Regions from separate parts of the Sus scrofa genome. Here region 1 is linked to region 2. Evidence: chromatin contacts called from public Hi-C data. All regions are on one chromosome and are shown on one strand. Each heading gives the region's core, a stretch centred on a gene start, on an enhancer-like site or on the middle of the called end of the contact. The rest is flanking DNA. Distances are from core to core; before and after follow the strand shown. Region 1 overlaps ZNF608 (zinc finger protein 608). Region 2 has its middle 450 kb from the start of ZNF608.

Region 1 (3,712 bases), core at 1,063-3,562, 440 kb after region 2:
TCCAAGACTCACGATGGCTTCTATACACACAATGGGGAGCTGTGTGTAGTCTCCCCCAAAACAAAAATGCCCAGCCCCAATTAGGCGCCTTGGGGGCCTTCAAAGGAGTTATGCTAAGTTGCAAATACAGCAAGGTCCACTTGAACTCCAACTGTCTTGCGTGCTTTTCCTCCCAAGGTAGGGGGAAAGCTGGGGCAGACCGACCTCATTAAAGGGTAATTAGTGAACCCCAGGACTTGAGGGGCTAGCACAATCATGCCCATTGTGAGCAGTTCACTATGGGGCCACTCTTTTCTCTCTCTCTTTTTTTTTTAACCCAGGAGGTCTCTAGAAAGGCCCACATTTTAAATTTTTATGGATTTCAATCTGGCTATTTCTTCTACTACCAGTCACAGACCAAGAAGCAAGCAAACAATACAAAAAGCGCTTCTACTCCTTTGGTGAGAATTTCAGCATGGCTAAAAGTTTTTAAAGAAAATAATTGAAATCATCTCTATCCTATATGCAATAAAGAATTTTAAGTAAGTCTTTAAATCGAGTGAAATAAGTGCCCACCTCCTAGTTACAGAGACTGAAAACAGCACATAAAAAAGGACATTATAAATCAATCAATATAGGGCTTTTATGATTACACGTGATGATGCTTGCCACGATGCCTGCCATAGGGGGGAAAAAAATCCATAGGAAAAAAATCGATCTATTTACATGTGAAGGTGTTATTTAAAAACTAATACAAAGTAATGTGATCAACATAACCACTTCACCATCAATAAAATTCTTCACACCTCTTTAAAGGCCATTACTACTGTTGATATCAATCTGCCAAGATGCTGAGGATTGAACACCACTATAAAACACATCAGTAAACTTGGCTATTTACATTCTCTAAGAGTACCACCTCTCTGCAATTACGACACCCAAGTCCCCACTGCCTCGTACTTAAATTCGCAGTCATGAAAAAATACTTTTTTAAACTTAAAGCTAAATTTGACTTTCTCCGCAACTAAGATGTCAACAACTCTAACATTTACATATAATGAGATGGACCAGTAACTCCGTTAAAAAAAAAAAAAAAAAAAAGTTCCCTCAAAGTAGAACCACCCCCAAAACCCAGAGTCCAGAGAATTCTCCTAACAGTGGATTATGTAGGAAAGGGGGCACTGGAGTCACAGGAAGCCATCGACTACACCTACTGCAGTCCAGAATTTCCAACAGCTTCCAGAAGGTGTGCTCAGGAGAGTGTGCTCAGGATGGAGACACAAACTTGTCGGGTAACAGTACCATAATTACATCTTTACCGCTGCCCTTGTTATTCGTTAAGTCAATTAATGACCTAATTTATTTTTTGAGTAGCAAATGAAAGAATTTAAAAGTGCGTCCCAAGTCCTTTGCGTTTTGACCAAATACACTTAAGCTATACGTGGCAGCGAATTTGAATTTGAGTCTCTTTGTGTTCCATTAAAACACTGCACCAGGAAGACCCTCTCCATTAAACTTGGGCAAACATCCTTATTTTAGAAATACTACGAAATTTATTTGTTTTTTTTTTTGTTTTTTGTCTGTCTTTTTGCTATTTCTTTGGGCCGCTCCCGCGGCATATGGAGGTTTCCAGACTAGGGGTCGAATCGGAGCTGCAGCCACCAGCCTACGCCAGAGCCACAGCAACGCGGGATCCGAGCCGTGTCTGCAGCCTACACCACAGCTCAGGGTAACGCCGGATCCTTAACCCACTGAGCAAGGGCAGGGACCGAACCCGCAACTCATGGTTCCTAGTCGGATTCGCAACCACTGCGCCACGACGGGAACTCCGAAATTTATTTGTATACCTTAAACATACATAATACATTTGGAGAAATCTTGAAAAGATGCAAAAGACTTAAGAGATGGGGAGGACACACCGTAGTTGTGTTTTTCTTTAAAAAAAAAAAAAAAAAACTGAGGGTATTATAAGGGAGGGGGAGGCAAATCCTGGAAGTCATTCCAAACAGTTGGAAACTCTTCCTCTTAAAGTAAATCCAAGGACTCAAAAAATAAATATTCAAGAGCATTAATTTGTTTCTAGATGTGTGCGTGCAAGTAAAACAGCAGTCATAACGTGGAAATTTCAGTCACATTTTGCAACTAATTGGAAGCAGATTAGAATTCCGCCTCAGGGGAACGTTGTCAAACTAGAAGCCGGAGCAAATGAAGAAAGAGGTGAAGGCGTCGTGAAGAGCTGACAGATTTACAGCGCTCAGGGCTATAAACGGGTCCGGGGAGGGAAGGAGGGCGCGCCCCGGCGGCGCGCGCCCCCGCCTCGGGCCCCCACCATCGGGAGCGCGCCGCCGGGCCACGCCCCCGGGGGCCCAGGGCCCTCCATCTGCTCCCCTGCCGCAAACAATAACCTGGGCCTTCCCAAGAAATCCGTGGTCCTGATAAGATAGAAAACCTGCTGGCTGATAAACCCCGAGCAGGCAAACGTCAGAGGGAAAGAAGGTTTCTTTCTTTTTTTTTCAGGTGGGGGAGGGGAGCAAAAAGGCAAGCAGATTGCGGAGGATAATGCAGCAATGGAGTAATGGAAACAGCTGCTCGCTTTCTACTTCAGTGTCTGGCATCTGCTGCGGCATCATGGGAAAGGCTGGTGAAGGATTTGGGCAAGGAATGTAAATGGAGACAATTGGCCAAATGGAGTTTGATGCGGAAAGGCTCAATTGCTCTGTTCTAAAATCATGTTGTTCCCTTTGGGGAGCAGAAGCCAACAATATTACTGAACTCAAATTCCACCTTCAAAGCAGTTGAAAGGTTTGGGAATGTGAACTGCTTTGCAATCAGTTAGTTCAGATGTGAGACAATATAAAGGGAGAAAGCCTCGTTGTTGGAACAGCCTCCATTTGTCCAAGTGTTCGGCTCATCTTCCACAGATCTTTGTGGAAAAGTTAAATCGAGAGTCCTTTTTTTTTTTTCCTATGGAATTCATTTACTCTGAGAAAAAAATGTTTCTTAAATCACCACTGCTTACTTCTGAACTGGCTCAAGGGACAATTTCTATTTGTTGTGCCTATTTTCCCCTTGGCTGCAAAGATTTGGTTCTAATTTCATTTCCATCACAAAAGAGCTGGCAAAGAACTAAAAGGCAGAAACACATAACTGAAGTGCTGCTGTGCTAGTCATAAGCCTATAATAAAGCACAGATTTGATAGCATTATCCATGTACTGTGGTGAACCACACACAAATAAACAGTTCTCCATGAAGAATGAAAACCCGAGGCTTCAACCCTTCCAATTCAAACATTATTGTTGCTTTTAACATGAGCCATCCATAAATCAGCCAAGGAGGTGACAGGAAATCCAAAAGTAATCTGGTCTGGCTATGCACACTTTGTTAAAAAAAAAGTTAAAAGAGATGCTTTCCAGCTCATCCTGATGATGTTCTATGTGAAAAATGGGTAAAACTGTAAAACTCAGGCACAGAAACAAATGGTACTTTTATGTCAAGTAAATTCCAACATGTGGTGCGTGTAGCAACCAAAAAAAAAAAAAAAAAGGACGGCCCTCAAGGATGGGGAAAGCTTGCTAACCTAACAAGGAACAACTTAGAGAGGACCTTTGAACCTTCAGTGACTAATTCGAAAAGACAAAAAGAAGGACCTAAAGCTGCCAGGGAACCAGATGTGCTTTCCTGAGAAACCAAACCAGGAGTTTTCTTTAATCAAAAGGACGAACAGGGACTTCT
Region 2 (3,394 bases), core at 56-2,555:
AAAAAATAGATCACAGACCTAAATGTAAAATGCAAAATTATAACACCCTAGATGATACCATAGAAAATATAGATGTCAACACCATATAAGTATGGTGTTGACTTTTTTTTCCCCCCACTGTACAGCAAGGGGATCAAGTTATCCTTACATGTATACATTTTTTTTCCCCACCCTTTGTTCTGTTGCAATATGAGTATCTAGACATAGTTCTCAGTGCTACTCAGCAGGATCTCCTTGTAAATCTATTCTAAGTTGTGTCTGATAACCCCAAGCTCCCGATCCCTCCCACTCCCTCCCTCTCCCATCGGGCAGCCGCAAGTCTATTTTCCAAGTCCATGATTTTCTTTTCAAGGTGTTGACTTTTTAAATACAAGACCAAAGATATGAGACATGAAAGAAAGAATGAGCTTGATGTGACAGAAAATAAAAGTGTCTGCTCTGTGAAAGGCAATGTCAAGAGAAGAAGAAGACAAGCCACATAATGGAAGAAAGTATCTCAAAAGAAGTAGAAGAATGTAAGGTCATGAGAGGAATGGGAACATTTTATAGCGAATTTCATCACACACAAAACGTGCCCCACCCATTGCTGCTCCCAACGTTGCCTCCCGGGTGGTGGAATCTGGGTGGAATGGGATGGGGATGGGGTAGACTGGGTGATGTCTGTCCTTCAGAGATGCTATTGTCTCATGTAGGCAGTTATCACTAGCCTTTCTGGATTTCTTTTTTAACACTGAGTCCAAAAAGCCTATGGAGTCCTAACAAAACAGCATTGCATCCACTGTGGGCACTTGAGTAATGGTTGCTGATGTGGTTTTTCATTCCTTCCCCTTCATGTCTGCCTGGTCCTTCAGAGCTTGCTTTCATTTTTCTCCAGGAAAACCGGTTGTGAGGGATTGCTAAAACTCCTGCACACTCTCCTCCACACCATCTCCCTCAAAAACCCTCCAGTAGAAGCTCAGTTCCTATAAAAAGCAACCCAACCACCCTTGTCATTTCCATTTTTCATACATCTGCTTTTGGTGTGTGCAGTGTGCATGCTATGCCTCTGTGCAGTTTCATCTCATTTGCCCGCTGCCATAGGCTACGGTGTGGAACAAAGTTCACTTTCAAATTCAATCTCAAACAAAATGAAAAAGCAAGAAAATCATGAAAGGGAAAGCTGGCCACAGCCATTAATATGGATCTCACTGCCAGATTCTTCTAGTTTATCCAACAAATGGGAGGCAGAAGAATATGCTCCCTTGTGCAGCTGCTGAAACTCTGACCCAGGTTATAGGGAACTGTCAATCAGAGGACCAGCTCCTATGAACTGCCCGGGGTGAGCGCTGGCTGCCAGCTGCAGACAGACCACACACTATTGAATAACGACGCCCTGGATGGCACTGGACTCCTTCCTATGATAACAGTAGCAGTCCCTGGGGCCTTTCAACAATATAGTGGAAAGTATCCTAAATTTATTTCAGACACCGAGTTTAAGATTAAGGGAACTAGAGGAAGTGTCAGGGTTTCCAGAGGAAAAGTGTGCATCTTCTTTCAAAACAAAACAAAAACATGTTTTAAAACCCACACAAGATTTACTTCTCTGTTTGGAAGAAATCGGCCAGTTCAGGATTCTTTAAATAAATCGGCAGGTTGTGCTGAATTATAGAGGGGGCGGGAATTAGAGAAGCCTGTGTCCTCTTGTCTGGTTTACCCTGACTTGCTGGGTTAGCTTGGAAAATCAGTAATTCCTCAGCTGCAACCAAACTGGGATCAATCATACATACACACACCCCCACACCCCGTGTGCAAGGTTAAAGGTTTCAGGGAACACTGAAACTGTCCTGCAATTTTTTTTTTTTTTTTGCCCTGAGTGCAAATTTTATTTTATTTAAGATTTTTGGTTTTGTTCTATTATAGTTTTTCTCCTGCAATTTTATTCTGAGGGTTCCTAGAATAAAGACGGCGGGAATGCTTCATAGTGGACCCGGAAATTACTTGGCACTACTTCTACAAAATTAAGCAACATTATACCTTATGAGCTCAAAATATTCTGAATGCTTTCTAATTTTTTCCTCCTCGGTTTGAAATATGTGCTGATTATACTCAGCGACAGAGTGCTCTAGGCCCTTAAGAGTTTTAGTTTGCTATGTGAAGCCAGAAACTATTTCTTAGAGTCATGCTCTCTCTTACCTGGCTTGGTAAGAATTTTAATTGTGAGGGAGCAGGAGAGGAAACACTGAGTGGCTGGAGTTCAAGCTCTGAGTTTGTTGGGATGCACAGTGAGTGCCAGCGGGCTGCCTCTCTTCCAGGAATTATATGTGATTGATCCTCTTTAAATAAATCTGGCTAGCTAACAAATAGCTTTCCTTCGCCAGCGTTTCCTCAATATGGTCTCCAGACTCTTTATGGTTCAAAAAAAATTACCAAATAAAATTCATGAAAAGCCAACAAGAAACATATCTTACAAAATTTCTGTACGGAATTCAAACATTGTTCTTGCGCCAGAAACACACAGCTGTGGGCCTGACGTGGCAGAACCATCTGCTAGAAGCTCCACGCTGTAGCTGCTCAAAAGAGGCAGGGTTGGGGAGGTGCAGCCTTTGTTGGAAACACACAAACATCAGAGCTTTGGAGCTTCCCTTTCTTTCCCCTTCATCGCCGTCTGTCCCTTTGGATGGAATAGTCACAAGAATGTTACGTACACGAGACGGTGCAGACAATGTGGGCAAAATACAATTGCTTTAAGGAAATGGATGTTTGCATCTTCATACTTAAGCTTTTGATTGAGTTTGGGATCTTTACACCTACTGAAAAGATGCCTGCATTGGGAACATGAGCACTGAGATGAGTGTTTGTCAATGTGGTGAAGAGTTTTAAGTCATCCTTGACCAAGGGCAGGTATCCTAAGTGTCATTTCTATACATCTATTTCCTTTATGAACACAATCATAAACATAATAATATTTGATTTCAATATGTTTGAATTTTCCAGGGGGATCCCAACGATTTGTATTACCTCCAACATTTATTAATAAAACCAGAGAAGACCCATGTTTTGGCAGGAGTAGAACCCCCTCCCTTCCAACAGGTCTGTATTGCTTGCAGGATTCACACCCCAGGCTGCCTGGAGGATGCCTGTCTCAGTCACATCAAATAGGGAACACAGGCAGCTTTAAGAGTGTCCTTGGACAGGGGTGGGTTTCCATGGCCTCAGCGCCAAGGAGTTCTCACAGATAGAATGCTCTTTCTGCGTGAGGTGGGGGAATCTCGGGTGGTCTGTGGACCACTTTGAAGAATAATGCTTTTACATGCATAAAATGAAACACAGAACAATACAAAGGAAATCAACCACACTGACATATACTTATCAAGATGCCTCAACGAATGCACTTGTCAGGCAGTCATGTATGTGC

Evidence for each region. A called contact is a pair of places that touch in the nucleus more often than the background predicts.
Region 1: a Hi-C map of fetal skeletal muscle shows a contact between it and region 2, with 2.9 times the contacts expected there. The contact joins two enhancer-like sites. A contact is called at or near these places in 2 of 47 Hi-C or Micro-C datasets (fetal skeletal muscle and skeletal muscle) and 1 of 2 datasets of contacts at active chromatin or transcription factors (skeletal muscle).

Annotation. Positions count from the first base shown.
Region 1 is chr2:128,143,004-128,146,715 of Sscrofa11.1, forward strand. The region is part of intron 2 of ZNF608 (zinc finger protein 608); the gene reads right to left. Among named protein-coding and RNA genes, the nearest start is that of ZNF608, 12 kb to the right of the region's middle. Within about 2 kb of position 2,313, at least 37 of the 83 cell types and tissues checked have an H3K27ac peak or open chromatin away from gene starts, as enhancers often do. A contact at or near this core is called in fetal skeletal muscle, where this site is marked.
Region 2 is chr2:127,707,981-127,711,374 of Sscrofa11.1, forward strand. No RefSeq gene overlaps it. Among named protein-coding and RNA genes, the nearest start is that of ZNF608, 450 kb to the right of the region's middle. Within about 2 kb of position 1,306, at least 7 of the 83 cell types and tissues checked have an H3K27ac peak or open chromatin away from gene starts, as enhancers often do. A contact at or near this core is called in fetal skeletal muscle, where this site is marked.